3 separate regions of the Mus musculus genome follow, and regions 2 and 3 are each linked to region 1. Evidence: chromatin contacts called from public HiCAR-type and promoter capture Hi-C data. All regions are on one chromosome and are shown on one strand. Each heading gives the region's core, a stretch centred on a gene start, on an enhancer-like site or on the middle of the called end of the contact. The rest is flanking DNA. Distances are from core to core; before and after follow the strand shown.

Region 1 (3,725 bases), core at 442-2,941:
ATTCCACAGTGCAGTGATTTGCAGAGCAGAGAGCCAAAGAAAGTGCAGCTGACAATGCTGTCGAGCCCATGAGGAGCACGACAAGCCCTGCCTTCCCACGTTCACAAGCAGAACCCATCCTAAGGTGACCATGGACACGGGAAGAAAGGAGGCTGGAACCACCACAAAGCTCACTTTCCAAGGCCCCCACTCTCAGATCGCTTTCTGTAACAAGAACCCTTTCACTGGAAAGAGTGGAACACTTGAGCTTAGAAAGAACGAAGCCTTTGGATTGTAGGTGGGGAAGCTGGGAGGCTAGAAGAGATTTATTCTGTCAGACATTGTATAAAATATGAAGGGAATACTTGCCTTGAGATCATAAATGGAAGAGAAAGGACCCCTACTTCTGTATGACCCTTTTAGAAAAAGGGAACTCAACACCAGAATACGTAGCACCCGATACTACCAAGAGGTCACCAAGCGCTCTCCCTTTATCCTTATGGGGAGCGCAATACAGACACCAGCATGCAAAACTAGTGGCCCCTGTTGGAAAAGAAGTTTGTTTTGTTTTGTTGTTTTCAGCCCTGCTGCCACTGAATAATACCAGAAAGGGGAAGGGGAGTCCACTTTTCAGGTTCCTACAAATTGATGCCATAAACAAAAGTCATGGTTTCCAAGTGTGGAAATGCATGCATGCTAGACACGAAGACGCCAAGGACATAGGCGTGAAAGCCCACTACTGTGTAACCATCTGGACGCTGGTGAAACACGCAAGAAAGCAGAGTCAGCTAAGCCTCTTGTGCAAAGCAAGTGTCCATCCAGGCTGCAGCCTGGCCTTTGGAGTGGGTTAGGCTCTCTGGAACTCACTGACGGTCCCACTTCCCTCTCCCTCCTCGAAAGACAAATGTCTTCTTCCAGCTGCAAAGTTCCCAAGCTTAGGACTTCAGTTGCTGCTGGTCCTGGAGTACAGTCCTGCCCCTCAGTTTCCATCTGAGTTCCCTCAGTGACCTTATCCAACATCGAGACAGGTGAAGAAGATGACAGAAAGATGCTCACCCTCAACCCGGAGGAGAGTCTGACCAAAGAGAGTGCCCCCCCCCCCGACTTCTATCCCCCCCAGACTCCCACCCCCACCCCCAGTGCGATGCCCAAAGTCACTTCTCCTTTCCTTTGCCTGGATCTCCAGGGCACTTAGACAAGTTTCAGTCCCCAGTTCTCTTGTGTGTTCCGTGTCCACACTTCTCCCATACTCAGAGTGCCTAGTGCCCACACCTAGCACGCCCTGACTCCACTCACGAGGATGCACAGGTTAGTGACAAGACACGCACGCGGGCAACACAGAGCCAGTGTGGGACAGTGGTCCCCCAGAGTGACAAGCGGGTGGGCAGAGGACAGCCTAGCCGACCGCAGAGTCAGGCGTGCGCGTACCTGGGGGTCCTGCTGAGGTAGCCACCGGTAGCAGCGCCGCCAGGAGCAGCAGTGCCGCCCTGAGCAGCAGGCGCGGGGACGCCCTGGCCTCGGGGGCCATCGGAAGCCCGGGATGCGCGGGGACCGAGCGTAGGTGGCTGGCAGGGCGCGGGCCGCAGTGAGAGGAACGCAGAGCAACGCCGTCGGGTGCCCGTGGCTGGGTGTCCGGTGTCCTGTGCGAGCGGCGGTGCAGCCCCTAGGCGACCGCTCCTGGCCACGCACCGCGGCCAGCCGCGCTCTGCCACTGAGGCCACCCGCTGCCCGCAGCTCCTTTTAGATGCGCTCGGGCGCCCCCTGCCTGCGCGCTCGCGATGAGACCCCACGAGGCGGGCGGGGCGCAAGTCCCGGAACCCCATTCGATTTTTGTGAAATTAAAAATCTGCACCAGGAAGAGTGACCAGGAAAGTTCCCTCCCTTTGTCTAAGTCTCTAATACGCTCTGGCCAGGAAAGTGACCTATTATAAACAATCGGTGCTAAGATGAGGCGTGAACTTTGTCTCCTTAAACCTCTGTGTAGTTTCATCTTCAGGGACCGGGTCAGGACCCTCCACCTTTTTCTGCACATGACAGTGGTCTGTGGGCTCTCGATATCCTTCCTACGCAGCCGGAGCTCTTGGGAAAGGATGAGGAGCCGTACTCGCTGAGGGAGCTCCTGGCTGTCATTGCGCAGGAGCCTGTGATCCCAATTGAAACAGAAGCTGACTTTAAGCACGCCGCAAAAAGCCCTGCCAAGAACTCATTTGACCTCCCTTTCTGTAATTTAAACACCGCCTTGGGATCCCGCTGTGCGGGATAACAGACTGGGTTTTGGTCCACTCCCAGCCTCAGACACTAGTGGAGTAGGAGCGTCCTTGCAGGCGACAAAGACTCGCGCTAGGGAAGCAGAGTGCTGCTCTCTGCAAACCAACCTGATGCCACTGGCACAGGACAGACAGAACATGGAATCGGTTCGCCCACATAGCAACCCCAAACTTGACCAGGACGCTAAACAAAGTCTGGAAGGGTGGTACTGAAATACGGAATCTCTATTCGGAAACAAAAATTACAAAATCAAGACATCCACACGCTGAGCCCAGGCTGGCACCTCTTGCCTAACTGTGACCTGCAGTGAAGTCTCCAGGTCCCCCCCAGGAAGGCTCTCCACTGATCCCCTCTTTAGAGTTCGGGAACCTTCTACAATTGAACAGATGCTCTTGCCTCTCCCCTTAGGGCTCTAGTTAGTCTGGCCTCTGGCTTTTGTGTCCCCAGCTTGATCTTCCTTTAAGAGTGTCAGGTTCCTTCCGCACTCCTCTCTCTCTCTCTCTCTCTCTCTCTCTCTCTCTCTCTCTCTCTAGTGTATTCCAAGTCAGTGGATCCAGGGCTCCTGTGGTCAGCTCTAGCTGGTCAGTCAGAGGTGGAAATCTCTCTAGATAACAGAATCTTCTCTTCTTCCTCAGTCCATGGTGGTGAAGGGCAGTGGCCATGGTTTGCTGAAACTCAGTTCCCAAAAATGTGTGTCTGCCTTCATCACTGGAGGCTACACGGGGGTGGCTCATGGTTCAACTGAACATTCTCAGAGAGTTTAGGCTATGAATGTAGCACGTATGTGTATAAAAAGAAGAGAGGGACTTGATCTGTATATAAGAGAAGACATGTGACCACAGATAATGGGCTATGGGAGACCAGGAGAGGTAGGCAGTCAAAGACCAAAGGATTCAAGCAGCTACCCAAAGCCAGAAGAGGCAAAGGACGGCTCTCTCCAGGGCCCTGCAGCCCCAGCTGTAAGCCCGGCAGATCTAATTTTAGACCCGAGTCTCTACAACCATGACAAAAGAAATTTCCAAAGTTTATGCCACCCACCCAATGTGTGATGCTTTGTTATAGTGGCCAGAGGAGTCTAATATAGTAGCCAAAGTGAGCCATGGTTCTGGCTGCAAGAGATGTGGCCCAAGAAAAGGGAACCTCCCACGGAAAGCCACCAAACAGGGATCAGGTGCTGGGCTCAGAACTCTGAGCAGGACAGAGAGAAAAACCAGGAATAGGCTCTCATGACCCAGGGAAGACTAGGGCACACAGCTGGGATATCAGTAGGGCATGAGAACCAGAAACATCCCAGGATCATCTGGAAAAGACAGCTAGGAAGACTGATGGGCTATGGAGAAAAGAGATTGGCAGTGCACAATGGCATTCTGTCCTCAGCCCGCTCTGTGGGACTTTTGTACCTTCAAGATGTCATTCCTTAGTTTAGAGTCAACAAAATTTATTGTGTGACATCTCAGCAGACAGTGGGTTCCTTCTTT
Region 2 (3,725 bases), core at 813-3,312, 190 kb before region 1:
CGTATGGTGTGTGTGTGTGTCCCTGCAGAGGGCAGCAGATCCTCTGGAGCTGGAGTTATGGGTGGTTGTGAGCTGCAAATATTGGGGGCTGGAGGTTGAGCTCAAGTCCTCTAGAAGAGCAGAAAGTGCTCTTAGCCATTCTCTGCCCCCTTATCTTTCTTTTTAAATTAACCTGTGTTTGTCTTCTTTATCTCTTCTCCTGTCCCTTTATTTCCTCTCCCTTCCTTCTTTCCTGTGTGTATTTTCTCAAAGAAAAACCAGGAATGTAGTGGGAGGGATTTTCGAGGGTGAGAGAGCAAGGCCAGCAGGAGCCTGGGATGAGCCAGGGGCTCTTCCCATTTCTTTGTCCTCTCCATGTTCTTTGTACCCTCAGGACTGGTCTTCACACCAGAATTCTAAACATCCTAAGATGTTCAGATAGAAGTATTCATGCGACAGACACACTGGCTTCATTGCAAGGACTATTTTAGTATTAAAGAATGTTTGATCATGTAGGTAATGTCTATATGAGTTCTGAACAACACATATAATAATACATATTGAATAATACATGTTCAATAGTATGTGTATTAACCTCAGTTGTAACTTGGTTTGTTTTTATGGTAGTTTTTAACCAATGAGTTATCAAATTCTCACTTGTACAGGCAGGGTATCAATTGCTCTCATAGTGCTTCCTTTGTATCTTTCATAGGGAATGTAACACTGTCATTGCAACTATGTCATCAGTTAGCATAAGCTGTTCACACAGTTGGTGATAATACTGGATGGCTGGTTAACTGAGCTTTATTTATAATCTTAGGGATCAAGAACATGAGTTGCAAGGCCTGCTGACAGGCAGTTGAATCTTTGTCTCACCAGCTTGGTATGTATCTTTTGGTGGTGTCAATCTTTTTGAGCATCTCAGGTTAGTGCTATACAAAATGGAAATACTAAGATAGCTCGGGGCTTAAAGAAGATTAAACGAGACAATCTCTGTAGAGCATACACCCCAGTTATCTGGGACATACTAAAAATATTATTGATATTTGATGCACCTACCTTTTGGGGGGAAATTTGCAGAATTTGCAGACGACCCCACTGAGTTTATAGATGCCCACTCTTTCCTCACTGACACTCCTGTGAACTCTGTTACAACACAAAGGGATTTATAAGTTCATTGGGAGAAGTCGAAGCCTGTGGAGATGCTCCAAAAATCTGATTACCATGAATATCTCACAAAGAAGGAAAGAGAAACAACTGGCCTCAGGCAGTTCATTTATTGCCAACCCCTGGCTTTGTTTCACATTCCCCTGACTAAAGGAGCATGTCCCAATTTGTATGGTTGTTTTAAATACTGATCAGCCTTCATTTCATTTATTAATGTCAGGTGTAGCTATGCTTCTTAAGCAAATAAGGGGCTTACTCCCTCAGCCTCCTATTTTAAGCTTATCCGATTCTGTTTTCCTGCTGACATGAGCATGCCTCACTTCGCTGACAGGCAAGAACCTGAGGTCAGAGAAGTCACGACAGTGGCTGCCGCGGAGTGGCCAAGCTTCCCTGGGTTGGGGTCTTTCTTTGACAATTGTGTATGGCGTGTGTCAAGGTTTCCAGGGCTGAAGCAGAGATTCCAGGACTGCCTGTAGTTTGAAGGGGGAACCTGTATAAGCATGCCATCTAGTGAATCTTGGCAAGGGCTGGGAGGAAGGGCTTACTCTTTTCGAGCTCATGGCCCGTAGAGACCTGGTCTCAAGGCTGGGCTCAGAAAGGAAGCAGCCTGGCTTGTTCCAAGCCTGGCTCAGTTTAGAATAAAACACACACAGAGAAACGCACAGAGGAAACTATTTGGGCGCAGGAACTGGGTGTGTTTCAGACATTAAGTCTGCAGAGAGAAATCTGTAGACTTCTTTCCCTTTCTCTCTCCCTCCCTCTTTCCCTTTCTCCCTCCCTCCCCCCTCATTTTTTAAAAAGAAAAACAAGAGCCTGGAAATGAAGTTTGGTAGAGACCCTTTATGTGGGACATCTGCCCAGAAGAGGAGACAAGAGACACAATAGGAAGCAATTCCACATGTAATGCTCACTTCCTGATCCCAGGGACAAAAAGGAACACAGCTGTTGAGAACTTAACTGAGGTCCAAGTTAGAGGCAGTTGGTAGGCTGAGCAGAAAGTTCTTCACGCTGCTAAATGGCTGCATTTATTCTCCGTGTTTGTAAATTGGACTTTGTTTGCTCCTATGGTTGCTCCTGAGATGCCAGAAGTGAGAAGGGGCAACAGTCTTTGTGCCTAGCATCTCTCTGTATGAGTTACGGTGGCCAAAGTGTCTGACAAAAGCAACTTAAGGGAGCATTCCAGTTCTCTTCCATTGCTGTCATAAAACACTCTAACCAACGCAGCTTAAGGGTTTATCAGACTTACATTTCCAGACCACAGTTTATCACTGAGGGAAGTTAGGGCAGGGACCCGAGCAGGAACTTGAACTAGAAATGGTAGAAACACTTCTTAAAGGTTTACTCTCTGTCTCTTGCTTTGCAAACTTTCTTATAGAGCCCAGGGCCACCTGCCTAGGGAATGTGCCACCCACAATGGACCAGGCCTTCCTAATTAATCATTAAGACAACCATCAACGAATCCACGAGGCTATCTGATCTAGGCAATCTCCCAGTGTGGCTTCTCTCAGATAACCTCAGGACGGATCAAGTTGTCAATCAAGGCTAACCAGTACAAGGAGAAAAGGTTTATTTTGCTGGCCTTTTCAGAGGAATCAGTCCATTGTGGTGGGAGAAAAGCTCAGTACATCATGATAGACCTAGAAGCAGAGGAAAAGGAAACTCTATTTCTTCCATTTGTTTCCTTTACCTGCCCTTTTATTCCATCCGGGCTCTTGGCCCATGGGACAGTATTGCCCCTATGCAAAGCTGGCCCTCCCCTCTCAGTTAAGCCTTTCTGAAAGACCTTCATAGACATTCTCACAGTTATTCTACACCCGGTCAAATTGACAGTGATTACTAACAAGTCTACCCCTTATCAAGTTGACACCCAGACACATCATTTTAAACCATAGCATTCTTCTACACGTGACCACTGAAAAGCTTATGCCCACCTCATAATGAAAATACATCCAGTCCAACTTCTGAGTCCCCATAGTATTGATAGTTTTAAAATTATTCAAAAGTCTAAGTTCAAAGTCTCTTGAGAGTCAAAGCAACTTCTAGCTATGAGACACTAAATATAAAGAAGTTACTTATTCCCAGTGTACAAAGGTACAGAGTAAAGACATTCATTCCAAAGAGAAGAGCAAGAGGGCAGGAAGTGAGCATTGTACCGAAATAACCTAGTAAGACAACATTTCAATTCTATGGTTTCCGTACTGTAGTGAGGTGAGCCTGAGTAGGCTCAGGCATTCTGTTTCTATGATCTTGAGATTTATAGCTCACATGGGCCCTCTCTTAGGTTGGCTTCACTCATTCCCTGCACTTTCCTTAGAAGTTGTTCCACATTTCCAGCGTCTCTGACATCCTGGATTTCTGTTATGACTTAAGCATCATGCTCACAGCCTCACACATTACTCTCTCAGGATGTTCCCACAGGAGATCTAACCTTGCTGCACATTGCCTCCAAAGCCTTCCTTAAGAATCTGGGTGAAGGCTCTGTGACCCTATCATTTTCTGTGTATCTGAAAAGCCAGCACTAAGTGCAGAACACCAGGTTTAAAATGACGACAGCAACCAGCATGTCAAAATAGCATGCT
Region 3 (3,725 bases), core at 827-3,326, 140 kb before region 1:
CTAGCTGATGAGCTTCTGATAGCTGATGCTTGAGGGAGGAGAAAAGAATAAGTTTTCTTTAAGGGACGTGGCCCCTGGTAGGTCAGCCGTGCTCCAGTGGATAGCCCCAGACCCACGCACATATGGGCAACACCAGCTAGACTCAGTGGGTTTAAAAAAGAATGGGAGACCAAGGAGCCAAAGGGATCTGCAACCCTATAGGTGGAACAACATTATGAACTAACCAGTACCCCGGAGCTCTTGACTCTAGCTGCATATGTATCAAAAGATGGCCTAGTCGGCCATCACTGGAAAGAGAGGCCCATTGGACATGCAAACTTTATATGCCCCAGTACAGGGGAACGCCAGGGCCAAAAAGGGGAAGTGGGTGGGTAGGGGAGTGGGGGTGGGTGGGTATGGGGGACTTTTGGTATAGCATTGGAAATGTAAATGAGCTAAATACCTAATAAAAATGGAAAAATAAAAGAGTGGGAGGGGTGGACTGGGACATAGGAGGAATGAGAGGGAGGGACAGAGAGTGACTGTCATCAAAATACATTGTATGCTTGTATGATATTCTCAAATAAGCATTAACTTCTTAATTATTCACATTTGACCTATTAATGACATACTATTAATAGTTAATAAATTCAATATTTAAAATCAACTATACAGAATCCACCTAAGCGCCCATTGATAGATGAATGTGCATATTCATATACATGTGGCTTATATGTGGAATGGAGTACTTTCTGGTCGTAATAAAGAAATCTCTGGCCGGGCAGTGGTGGTACGCGCCTTTACTCCCAGCACTTGGGAGGCAGAGGCAGGCGGATTTCTGAGTTCGAGGCCAGCCTGGTCTACAGAGTGAGTTCCAGGACAGCCAGGGATACACAAAAAAACACTGTCTCAAAGTTTAGAGCTAAGACAAAAAGATGGACCATCCAAAGACAGCTCCACCAAGGGGTCCATCCCGTAATCAGCCACCAAATGCAGACACTATTGCATACGCCAGCAAGATTTTGCCGAAAGGACCCTGATATAGCTGTCTCCTGTGAGGTTTTGCCAGTGCCTGGCAAATACAGAAGTGGATGCTCACAGTCAGCTATTGGATGGAACACAGGGCCCCCAATGTAGGAGCTAGAGAAAGTACCCAATAGCTGAAGGGGTCTGCAACCCTATAGGTGGAACAACAATATGAACTAATCAGTACCCCCAGAACTCGTGTGTCTAGCTGCATATGTAGCAGAAGATGGCCTAGTTGGCCATCATTGGGAAGAGAGGCCCCTTGGTCTAGCAAACTTTATATGCCCCAGCACAGGGGAAAGCCAGGGCCAAGAAGTGGGAGTGAGTGGGTAGGGGAGCAGGAAGGGGGGGTATAGGGAACTTTTGGGATAGCATTTGAAATGTAAATGAAGAAAATATCCAATTAAAAAAAACAGATAATAAAAAAATGCTGGAAAAAAAAAGAAAAGAAAAACCCTGTCTTGAAAAACAAAAACAAAACAAAAACAAACAAACAAAAAAATCTTGTCTTTTACAGAAATACAGATTATTCTAGAAGCTATTATGTCAAATGAAATACATGAGATACATAGGGAAGTTATCACATGGTCTTATTCATATATGGAAGTTTAAAAAAGCTGATCTCACAGGAGGATAATGTTTAGCATAGGCGGAGAAGGTTGGAGCAGAGGATTACAGAGAAGTTGGCTGCGGGGTATAAAGTTACATATAATTGGGAAGAACGTGTTCTGTGCAATAGCAAGGTAATCGTGGTTAACGCACACTCTTGGTTCCTCCTCTTGGTAGTGGGTGGCCCACTGCGGACTTGGGAGAATTTCAAGAGAGAAAAGGCTGTCTGACTCCTGCAGCTAAAACACAAACCATCATGTTTTAAACTAACAGAATTTTTAAAAAGTTGCTTGAAGAATTTTAACCTCAAGTATTTCTAATATGTTGAACCCATTAAAAAGTGGTGTATTGAGATTATGGTTTTTATAATTTAATCTATTTTCAAGTCATCTTGCCCAGTGACTCAGGGTGTTAGGTTTAGGCGGAATGACCTGTTCTGTGTGCTGTCTGGTGGCCAGTGTTTATCCCACTCAGCTCTCAGCCTGGCCTCTTAGAGGGGGTGACACATGGATCTCTCCCTCAGTGAGACTGGCCCCAAGCTTGGGTAGCAAGGAAGGATCTCAGAGACCCTCCGGGCTCCATGGCTCTAGCTCAGAATACCCAGGCCCTCATCTAGAGTTATGGGCCTCATTTCTGCATCAGCTTAAGTAGCTCCTTTTTAAATTTTCTTTTAACAGGATATGTATGTTTTGTAGACATCTAGTTTAAATGAGAAGGCTCTCAGGAGGCAAAGGATCCGGTTTCTCACCTTCCCTCCAGGCCAGGACCACTTAAAATAAGAAAATTCTAGAACCCAGGCATCCATTTATTTACTCACGTGAGTGTCAAGAGTCATGAAACAGCCTGTCCAAGAGGCTGGCGAGGAATACGATTGAGGGCTGGGCTTGGCAGAGATGGAGTAAGTGGAGCGCTGTCACCAGCCTGCGGCTCACATGTGTGTTGTCTGTGACGTAACATGGGCAGTGCTACCTTAGGTTACAAAACTATAGCATGCTTGCCAATACCTAAAATTAAAAACTTCACTTGTGTACACACAGACACACACACACACAGACACACACACACAAACGAGCACACACAGGAATAAGCGACCCAGAGCTTGGAAATTTCTACATAAGCTTAGGAGGTTCAGGCAACCGCCTGCTAGGATGAGCTAGAGTGGGGGACGCCGGCCTCAAACAGGCACATGCTTTAGGTTCTCCCAGTCCCCACCGCTATCCACCAGTGTGCCCAGGAATCTGCCATTACCAGCTAACCTATGCGGTCATTTGATTTGGTGACCCCTGTGGTAAGCTGCTGTCTAATAGAAACAAAAATCCTGTCACAGATGCGAGCAGTGTGTGTTTCAGAACATCAGAAAACAGAGAGAACAGCTAATGTTAGCCACTTACTACTAAATTATGCAAAAACGCTACATGGCCTATATTAACCTGAGGAATGGAATTTATTTTTTTATACAAATCTTTAAAATCTAGTGTGCATGTTGCTCTTGTGGTGTATCTCAAGTGACATTTCAGCTGTCTGGTGACAACTTGTCCTCAGTGGGGATGGGGTCAGCCATGAAAGGAGATGGTGGTGTGAGTATAGAGTGGGCAAACATTAGAAGGTTGGATACAACGAGGGCTGATCTGATGGCCGTTGCTCTTAAGGAGGAATTTTGCTACTTCTCTTTACGGAGAATTAGAAACTTTTTAAAGGTGTCCAGTTCAGTATCTTAATGCTTGTCACTGTAAGTGCATTTTAGACATATTTGTTCTTATGCCATGGCATATGTGTGTGGCAAACAGGTGGGCAGGAGCTTCCAGTAGCTGCTGAATGGGCTGAGATAGTGGTTCTCCACCCCCCTAACGCTGGGACCCTTTAATCCATTTTTCTCATGCTGTGGTGACCTACAACCATAAGATTATCTCGTTGTTACTTTATAACTGTAAGTTTGCTTCCGCTATGGATCATAATGTAAATATCTGATATGCAGGAGATCTGATATTTGACCCCCACAGGGGTCATGACCCACAGGTTAAGAGCCACTGGCTTAGCTCTAGGGTGCTTTCATGAGGGTTGAAGAGGAAGAGTGGGGAGATACTGGACCTGGGGTCTCATCCAGCACCACA

The links. Promoter capture Hi-C pulls out the DNA fragments that hold promoters and counts their contacts. HiCAR-type assays count read pairs that join an accessible place to other places.
Region 2: a contact with region 1 is called in a HiCAR-type map of fibro-adipogenic progenitors, with 6 times the contacts expected there. The contact joins the enhancer-like site here to the promoter of Fndc1 in region 1. A contact is called at or near these places in 12 of 39 promoter capture datasets (the 3T3-L1 cell line, the HPC-7 cell line, cancer-associated fibroblasts and 7 more), 8 of 484 Hi-C or Micro-C datasets (adipose-derived mesenchymal stem cells, cerebral cortex, cortical neurons and 3 more), 6 of 115 datasets of contacts at active chromatin or transcription factors (embryonic fibroblasts, embryonic stem cells, fibro-adipogenic progenitors and 1 more) and 1 of 9 other capture datasets (adipose tissue).
Region 3: a promoter capture Hi-C map of stem cell-derived epiblast-like cells shows a contact between it and region 1, with 2.8 times the contacts expected there. The contact joins the enhancer-like site here to the promoter of Fndc1 in region 1. A contact is called at or near these places in 5 of 39 promoter capture datasets (cranial neural crest, embryonic stem cells, hippocampal neurons and 2 more), 1 of 15 datasets of contacts at CTCF or cohesin (embryonic stem cells), 3 of 484 Hi-C or Micro-C datasets (B cells, the C2C12 cell line and reprogramming fibroblasts) and 1 of 115 datasets of contacts at active chromatin or transcription factors (embryonic forebrain).

Annotation. Positions count from the first base shown.
Region 1 is chr17:7,825,611-7,829,335 of GRCm38.p6, forward strand. Fndc1 (fibronectin type III domain containing 1) reads right to left here and starts at 1,692. Exons shown (of 21, transcript NM_001081416.2): 1 at 1,408-1,692. The coding sequence starts at 1,507.
Region 2 is chr17:7,632,754-7,636,478 of GRCm38.p6, forward strand. Gm33158 (a long non-coding RNA gene) reads right to left here. Exons shown (of 3, transcript XR_385182.2): 2 at 1,039-1,125. Among named protein-coding and RNA genes, the nearest start is that of Gm33158, 3.1 kb to the right of the region's middle. Within about 2 kb of position 2,063, at least 27 of the 459 cell types and tissues checked have an H3K27ac peak or open chromatin away from gene starts, as enhancers often do. A contact at or near this core is called in adipose tissue, fibro-adipogenic progenitors and rod photoreceptor, where this site is marked.
Region 3 is chr17:7,684,690-7,688,414 of GRCm38.p6, forward strand. No RefSeq gene overlaps it. Among named protein-coding and RNA genes, the nearest start is that of Gm33158, 49 kb to the left of the region's middle. Within about 2 kb of position 2,077, at least 6 of the 459 cell types and tissues checked have an H3K27ac peak or open chromatin away from gene starts, as enhancers often do. A contact at or near this core is called in the C2C12 cell line, where this site is marked.